Regions from separate parts of the Mus musculus genome. Here regions 1 and 2 are each linked to region 3. The links are chromatin contacts, called in public promoter capture Hi-C maps. All regions are on one chromosome and are shown on one strand. The core of a region is the stretch at or near the end of the contact, and the rest is flanking DNA. Distances in the headings are between cores, read along the strand shown. Region 1 holds the start of Gucy1a1 (guanylate cyclase 1, soluble, alpha 1). Region 2 holds the start of Asic5 (acid-sensing (proton-gated) ion channel family member 5). Region 3 holds the start of Rbm46 (RNA binding motif protein 46).

Region 1 (2,700 bases), core at 40-2,539, 730 kb after region 3:
ATCTGCTCAGCACGTCCTATCTCAGAAGGGAAGGACCATGGGAAAGAGGGACATCAGTGTAGAAAGGTAGCTCAGGAGTCCTTACATGAACAGTACAGCAGAGACAGCACCCTGTGCCCTCTGCATCCTCCTGCACTCCACTCACCTTTACCTTCTACCCCATCTTATCTCCTGGCCACCACACCACCACCTTGCCACCTGCCTGTGGCCCTTTGTTCAGTCTCCTCTGCTACCAACAAGCAGTTCCTTCCACATATCCTCTTGCAAAACTGAAGGGCCCTTCAAGATCCCACACTGACACCATTATTTCAGAAACATTTTATCTGTCAGAGGGATGCCCCCCCCCCCACATGAATGTTTCTGTCATGTTTTATTTACTTTAAAACTGATAGGGCTGGCTGCTTTACATTATGAGTCCCTTTGTTTTTGTTTCCTTTTGGGCCTTACGTTCATGGTCTGAGAATAGATTTCACTTTTCCTGCTGAACTAAGAGAAGTTCATGAATTGCTCTGGGAGTAAGAGAAGCTTTGGAAATGACAAGAAAATAACAACAAAACCCAAAACAGAACCAGCAAAGGACCTACGAGGTTTGGTTCCATCTTAAGGCCAAAGTTTCCCTGGTTCCTGTAGCTGTCTTGGCATTTCTGGCTAATTCTGTTTCTGTCTACTCCCATCCATTCTTTAGGACAATTCTTATGGTTGTTTTCACTGGACAAAACGTTTCTCATATGAGTGGGGCCTCCTCAGTGAGACCAGAGTCGATGATGAGTCGAAAGTAGATATGTCAAGATAACTTTTTGTCTTAGACTTCTTGGACTTGGAGGATTAAAAAGACACCAGGAGTAAGTGTGTGTGTGTGTGTGTGTGTGTGTGTGTGCATTTTTGTGTGTACACATATGTGTGTATGAACAATGATTTAAAAATAAAAGAACAGTTATGCACACACACATGCATTAACAGCAAATAGGGCTGAGTGTAGTGAACCAAATAGAGGCAAGACCTTACTCAAAAAAAAAAAAATATTCTTGTGACCACAAAATTACCTTTGAAATGAGTAGAGTAGCCTCAAACCTAAAAGCCAGGCCACCAAAGCCACCCAAGGAGAAAGAAAGTTCCCCACCAGGTTTCAGATTCAGGAAACTACAGTGGTTCTGCACCAGCTTGTACTAGAGAAAATGTTTTTAGTTTTAATGTGCCAACTTTTCAACTTTTCTTAGAGTCTCTTTTTTTCTCTTCCTTGTCCCCTTCCCTGCTATGTGTGTGTGTGTGTGTGTGTGTGTGTGTGTGTGTGTGTGTGTGTGTGTGTGTGTGTGTGTCTGCCTTTGGTGGTTTGGAGGATGGCGACTGGGCGGGAGCAGACTCAGTTCTCTAGCTGAGCCTGGGAGAAGTGGGAGGGACTCAGAGCCGCGGGTTTCTCACACACCGCCTTCTAGGCAGCCCTCCTCCAGTGCCTGCCAGCCGGACCGGACCCCAAGGCGAAGAGCAGCAGTGCACAGCCTGGGGAGCCAGCGGAGCAAAGACACCTTTGGCCCGATGCCCCTGGCCTCCTGTGATCGCATCATGGTGGGTTCGCTCAGCTGTTTGCTTTTCTACTGTTTGGGGACTGGAGAAGGGGACGAGGCACGGTACTGAGACGTGGGAAGAAGTCCTGTGCGGCAGGGAAGAGACAGACTAGAATTCTTTGGGTCATGGCAGGGAAAAACAAAGGCGAGAAGTGACTACAGCACGGTGGGAACCAGCTCTGGGGGTGTTTCGTGGGTCCCTCCGCGCCACTAGCGCAGGTTAACCATGATGTGCTCTGTGTGGCCTTGAGTGCCCTGGGTGAACCCGCTCGGGACCGACAGGTGCGACTCCAGTGTCACCTCTCAGTCCATCACCAGCGCCACCGCCCTTCATCTGTGATCTAGTGCGGCTGTGCTCTGCTGGGTGGCAGCTCCAGGAGGTTGCGGTCCCCAGGTCTGGATATCACTAAGTAAGTGATAGCGGTGCCCTCGCTGGCCGGCCGGGACTCCCTGTGCATACAGCCCTCTACCAAGTCTTGGCTAAATCCTTTCCCACACCCTCCCCTGATCTCGTTCACCCCTGGGAAGCAAGATCACTGTTCCCACGCTGGGGAGAAGCGAGGAAGGGACTCCCGGGAGGGATAGCGGTCAGGGAGCAGCTATGGCTGAGCTCTGTGGTCCCGCAGTGGGAACGTGCGAGGCGTGGGCGACTGTCTCCCACGCAAGGCCGCCAGCCCTGGGCAGCTGGGTGGCATCCTTCACTCGGGAGCAATTCAAGGACGCCAGGACCTAAGAGTCCAGCTTGTGGCCCTCATGCGGGCTTTCCTCCGAGGATGGAGGAGCTGCTCAAAGCCCCAGAGTATACAAACTGCAAAGTTCCAGCCACTGCTGGGACCAGAGCAAAGTGTGCCTGCACAAAGGGTATGTGAGTGTGACTGCTTCTAAGCTGCTTTTCTCTTATTATTGACTGAGATGCATTGGAAGGTAATGGCCAGGCATCACAACATTCTCCCGGGCCTATCTGAGTTGACAGCCTGTCCTGGGTCCACAGTGTTATCTCTAAGTGAGTTTTGTGTGAGGGGCTGCATCCCAGTGTGGTCACATGATTCCAGGGTATGGGTTTCCTGAGCCTTTCTTTTGCTTTCTGGGAGTTATTCCTTCGTTTTGCATTTAAAAAGCACTTTACATTTTCTGAGGT
Region 2 (2,700 bases), core at 139-2,638, 880 kb after region 3:
ATCCTACACACACACACACACACACACACACACACACACACACACACACACAAATGATACTAATAAAAATAACACAGATCTCAGAAACAAAAGAAAGAGATGAGATCTCTGAAAGCCAATAAATTCTCACAATGAAGTTATTTGAATTTTAAATCCTTGTTTTAATTCAATAAATATCATTTTGTCAATAATGCAGTATTAACATTCTTCCAAAAAAGCTCCAATATTTTCTCATCATTAAGTTTAGTTTAATAGCTTACTAGTTTCCAATCAATATTTTTTTTTCAGTTTGGAAAAGCTAATGATATAAAATGCATTTTCTAAAGTTTCCCATTTCGTGCAATGTACATGAGCATCCACAAATACTGTTACACTCTTAAAGATATTACAAACTATATTATCATGTTTATATCATTCTGACGTTCTGGAATTGTGCTATCGTCTATAATAGCATTACTTAATGTTTCTTTTAGTATCAGGTTAATCAGCACATATTTAAAAAAAACTGTCAAAGCTTCAGATAAAATCAGAAGGCTGAAAAAAAAAACAATATTACTTAACAAAATAAGCTTAACTGTGACCTATTCTTATTCCTTAACCATTGCTTGGACGCATTTGTGAAGGCTTTACCCTGATTAAAGAAACAGCCCAGTCCCTAGCAACTCTCACCTTTCCTACTGAGGGGACATGGGCTATTAGTGAGAAGAGTAATCTAGGAATAAGTCCCTGGCCAGACACAGTGCAGCTGGCTGCAAACACTACCCAAATAATACATTTCAGATGTCAACTCTTTAAATTAAGATAGAAACATTGCCAGTTGTGTTAACCTTACTGAAGCATTTCCTACTATTTGTTAGAAACATAGTGGTTTTTTTTTTTCCTTTTGAGTATTTCAAATTGAGAACCTACAGAGTGATATATGCCTGTCAGGAAGCCCAAAATGGGCAGTGCAGACCACCAATCCACACAACTGAGGCTTTGAACTTCCCTCATAGAAGTACATTTCATCAGGTGGATAAACAAAAAGTTTCATTAAAAAGGTTGGTCATTATAGAAACGTTAGGAAAGCAAGCATACTGTGTAGAAACAAAGAAACAACAAAAGTCGATTTTAACATATAGTAATATTTTTGTAGTATTTTGAGTCCTCATAAGTTATTCTTTTGCTACTAAAACTGTATTATTCATTTTAAAACTCATATTTGTTACTGTGAACATAATAATGAGAATAGAGTTTTCCAAGGATGAAGCCTACCCCCTGCTCTCTGCTTATTTCCGGTATTTAGGAATGGCGGATGTTGCTGTTTAAGGATCTCCTACCTTTCTCCGCGTGCACTTGTGATTTCTCAGTATGTTCCATGTTTTGATCTCAGTGATCCGAAGTCCTCTGGTGCATCCAATTTTTTCAATAACAATATTCATTTTGTGCCTTTTATATAAAATACAGCACTTAAGGTTGTAAACTGTAGGGGCAATTTAAATATTTGTGTTGCTATGTTAAGCCTCATGAAGCACTTAATCTGTAAATCAAAAAACACGGACAGAACCAGCTATGGGCATTTACAGACTGGCAAGAGGCCATGATAGATTAAAACCCAGATAGCACAATTGAAACCCACTTTCTGAAAAAGAAAGGAGGAAAGAAACAAAGAAACAAAGAAAGAAGAAAAGCTGTGACCTCACAGTGGCCTCTGATCATACCAGTGGATACCCAGGTGACAGTCTCTTCACGTTTTGTTCAGCTTCATAGAAATCAAATTTTGATTGTGATTGTGTGTATGTGTGTGTGTGTTTGTGTGTGTGTGTGTGTGTGTGTGTGTGTGTGTGTTTGTGGACGTGAAGTATCGTTGTTTTGAAGTTTCTTTCATAAAAGAGATACAACTGTAACAAAGTGACCAGTGGAAATAGAAGAATAATGTTACAAAAGAAAAAAGATACTAACTAAAAAAGAAGCACTAATAAAATAATATAAATTTGCCAAATCACAAAGGCCACCTTTTTTATAGTAACACCTTTGAGAACTTACCATTAATATTATTAATAAACCCTGATATGCATCCATATGTATAAATGCTGCCATCTGTTGACCACACACAGTAATTACATGTTTCTCCGCTAGAGCCTGATGCCTTTGTCATGGTAATATTTCACAAGCATTTTTTCCCTTCAACATTGGACATCTATTGGGAAACTCCAATACCATAACTTGAAGCTGGGCTTACATGGTTTGGTTTTGTCAAGAAGTCACTCTTGCTTCTGCTCCTCCCTCCTAGTGACTGAATTAAATTTGAATTTCAACTTGTTTATGTAGTTACAATTCCCTCTCCATTTTTCCTCACTTTATTATTTGAAATCAAGACCAAGGATTCTTCTCACAGATATAACTTGTTCTTTTGTAAACCTGGCCTTTTCACTTTCTAAGATACTCAATTAAAATTAAACATAGATGCTCACACTTTCTTTCTCTGATGGTGATGCTATGTGGAATAAGCCTATGTGACAGAAGATAGACTTGTAAGCCCCTCTTCCCTGCCCCACCCCATTTCCCAGTAAACGTAAAGAAAGCTACAGAATCGCCTAATAAAGCCAATCCCGGGAGAACTGAGAGAATTCTGAGTCATCATTATCTCCCTTTATGCACTTGTAGCACCAACAGCAAAGGATGACTTATTAATGCAGACAAATAATAAAAGATTAAATA
Region 3 (2,700 bases), core at 162-2,661:
TTTCTTCATTTGGGTCATCTTTCCCCATAAAGCATCTAAAAATTTCTATTTTGCAGTCTATTCTTAAAGAATTCTCGTAGCATAAAGGTTTCAGATGCCCTCTTCTTGGAAACTTAAGAAATAAAGGCTATTCCTTTATGTTTTGGTTGCAGAAGGCATAAATCTTTTATAGCAGTCAATGAAAAATACATCTGCTAATAAAATTTGCTCAGTTTCTTTAAGACTTTGAGGGAGAGGATGTACCCTGTAACTTGAGTCTTTAACATTGTCTTTCTAAAGCAAGTTTCTAAGGCCTCACTCTAATGACCTTTATGAAACTCTTGTTCACTTGGTTTCCTTTATACTGGGGATGGGGTGTGAAAAGAGAACACACTGGAAATGTTAAGTAGTCCTCCAGGCTACCTCCAAGACCTCATTCACACCTCACAATAAAATATCGCCACCTACTGGCTTCTACAGGCTCCTACAACGACGCTTAAAATCAGCTAGTCTGTAAAATCAAGTCTGTAAAATTCAGACATGAAAATGAATGTGAAGAACCTTTCTTTCCTGGACAAAACAAAACAAACGAACAATGTTTAACAAACCTTCCTCTTGTAGTTTTTGAGGTTAAAAAAATCTTTAAAAACAAAGCCAAACTAGTGTATTAGATGTGGCTCAGGCTTTCAACTTGTTTGGAAAATACTGTGCAGAGCAGAGTTTAGGAATAACTGCTTTCCGAGTTACCAACGCCTCCCAGGTATTGTGCATAGCGTTCTCCTTGGGGGGCACCTTTTGGGATAGTAACATATCACAAGCCGCTTGATGCACACGTTGTGTAAACGCCCACAGCTCTCTTGAGTCGGTTTCCCTGTCTGTAAAACATGCTATAACTTAGTTTTAAAAACCCTGTGAGAACGGACGAAGATGCCCTGGAACTGCTTTTGGCACGTAGAAACATAAAAGGGCTAAAACTCTGTTAACGTTATTTACGATCCCAGTCTCATCATATCTGTTTTAAGGGGAATCAGAAATTAAGGGGCCACCCCTCCCATCCTCATTTACAAAAGTCCCCATGACTGTTTTGCACCCAACAAGGCGTTCAATCAAGATTTGCAAACTTCATCCAGCCAGACAAAGAACTTTCTCAACCTACCTACATCTCCCTTAAGGGAAGCACTGCAAGTTCACTTTGTAACTTTTGTTTAGTAACGCCTTCAAGTCTTCCACGCGCCAAACTTCACTCGCCCAGACTGGCTTTTCTCCTCCTGATTGGCCAGCGAGCGTGCCACTCCAAGTCCCTTTCGCCTGTCGCAAGTGCCTCCTCCGGCCTCAAGCCTCAGTCCCGCCTCCTCGCCCCCACCGGCGGCCGCTGATTGGTCGAGGTGGGGCCACTCCACGTGAGGCACGCTAGGCTGAGGCGAAGAGCCCGTGGCCCCGAGGCGCGAGGACAGCACGAGCGCCACTGGCCACGCCCTGCCCCGTCCGGCCCCGCGGCGACTCCTCTGACCACCGCTTCCGCCCGCAGCGCCGATCCGAAGCTCTGGCGGCGGTTTGTGCTCGTTGGTCCAGGGATTTTTAGGTCTGGCCTCTGAAGACCCGACGGGGTGAGGCGGGAATGGGAGCTGCGGGGGTGACCGGCAAACCGCTGCCAACGGCCGCAGTCGGGGGTGCCCTCGTGCGGGGTCCGGGGCGCCACCGTCGGGCGGTGTCCGCGGGCTGGCCTGCGCGGCCGCCCCGTCGACAGCGGCTCCGGGGTCTCGGGCTCCCTGCGCGGCCGCCCCGTCGACAGCGGCTCTCGGGTCTCGGGCTCCCTGCGCGGCTGCCCAGTCGGCAGAAGCTCCGGGACCTCGGGGTCCTGGCCGCTGCTTCCCGACCTCGCTGGCCTCCCGTCGCCGTTGTGTCCGCTCGCCGCGCCGCCCAGAGTTCCTAGCGGGGGCCGGGCCTCGAACTTTCCGCCGCCCCGACTGGGAAGCGGCCGGGCTGCCTAGGGGATCTGCGTGAGTGGTTGTCGGGAGCCAACTGCCCGACGGGCCGGATAACACTCTTAGTGCAGCCTGGGGTGAGGGAGGACCACGGAGCCGGTCCAGGGGCCCGGTGGATGCTGGTGGACTGGCTTCCTGGTGAATTTATGAGAAGGGGACCCCAGGGGACTCAGAAAAAGCACCTCATTTAGCCTTCTAGAATTAGGTTAAAACCAGGAAGCACTATAGGTAGCATCAAGGTGGTAACAGCCCATCATTTATGAATATGCATGTGGAAATAGGCTAATTTAAATAACTAGCAGTTTTCATTTCAAGGGATTAGGGCAATGAGATGCTTCAGAAACTTCCTTTGTAGTCATAAGAATCAACCTTAGCGCTGTGATAGGTAGATTTGTTTTTAAGTATACCTGTTTAAAATATTGTCTCAATCACTAACTGTGCCACTGAGGACATTCGGATCTTGTTAGCACTGTATTTGCCAAATAACCAACTAATGCCTTATTTCCTGCGTGTGGCCATGTTTTAAGTGCTAATTTTCATATAAGAGTCTTGGACTTTAAAATATTAATGCCAAAATTATAAAACAGCTCATGTAAGGTGCAAACATCCTTATAAAGTAAGAAATATTAAAACCAAGAATATATATTCAACTGTGTATGGGTGAAGTTACGCTTTAAGCGTTCAGTGGTATTGTTTTCATTGGTGGAAAACTTAAGAGGTACCAGAAGTTAAGAAA

Evidence for each region. Promoter capture Hi-C pulls out the DNA fragments that hold promoters and counts their contacts.
Region 1: a contact with region 3 is called in a promoter capture Hi-C map of embryonic stem cells, with 4 times the contacts expected there. The contact joins the promoter of Gucy1a1 here to the promoter of Rbm46 in region 3. A contact is called at or near these places in 12 of 39 promoter capture datasets (the 3T3-L1 cell line, 3T3-L1-derived adipocytes, HPC-7-derived erythroid cells and 6 more) and 1 of 115 datasets of contacts at active chromatin or transcription factors (astrocytes).
Region 2: a contact with region 3 is called in a promoter capture Hi-C map of second pharyngeal arch cranial neural crest. The contact joins the promoter of Asic5 here to the promoter of Rbm46 in region 3. A contact is called at or near these places in 13 of 39 promoter capture datasets (the 3T3-L1 cell line, the HPC-7 cell line, cranial neural crest and 8 more) and 3 of 484 Hi-C or Micro-C datasets (the HPC-7 cell line, cerebellar granule neurons and myocytes).

Annotation. Positions count from the first base shown.
Region 1 is chr3:82,144,535-82,147,234 of GRCm38.p6, reverse strand. It overlaps Gucy1a1 (guanylate cyclase 1, soluble, alpha 1), which reads left to right and starts at 1,289. Exons shown (of 9, transcript NM_021896.6): 1 at 1,289-1,563. It overlaps Gm29921 (a long non-coding RNA gene), which reads left to right. Exons shown (of 9, transcript XR_867373.2): 8 at 467-587; 9 at 686-837.
Region 2 is chr3:81,995,610-81,998,309 of GRCm38.p6, reverse strand. Asic5 (acid-sensing (proton-gated) ion channel family member 5) reads right to left here and starts at 1,388. Exons shown (of 10, transcript NM_021370.2): 1 at 1,320-1,388. The coding sequence starts at 1,359.
Region 3 is chr3:82,875,194-82,877,893 of GRCm38.p6, reverse strand. It overlaps Rbm46 (RNA binding motif protein 46), which reads left to right and starts at 1,411. Exons shown (of 6, transcript NM_001277170.1): 1 at 1,411-1,586. It overlaps Rbm46os (RNA binding motif protein 46, opposite strand), which reads right to left and starts at 1,189. Exons shown (of 4, transcript NR_040382.1): 1 at 1,136-1,189.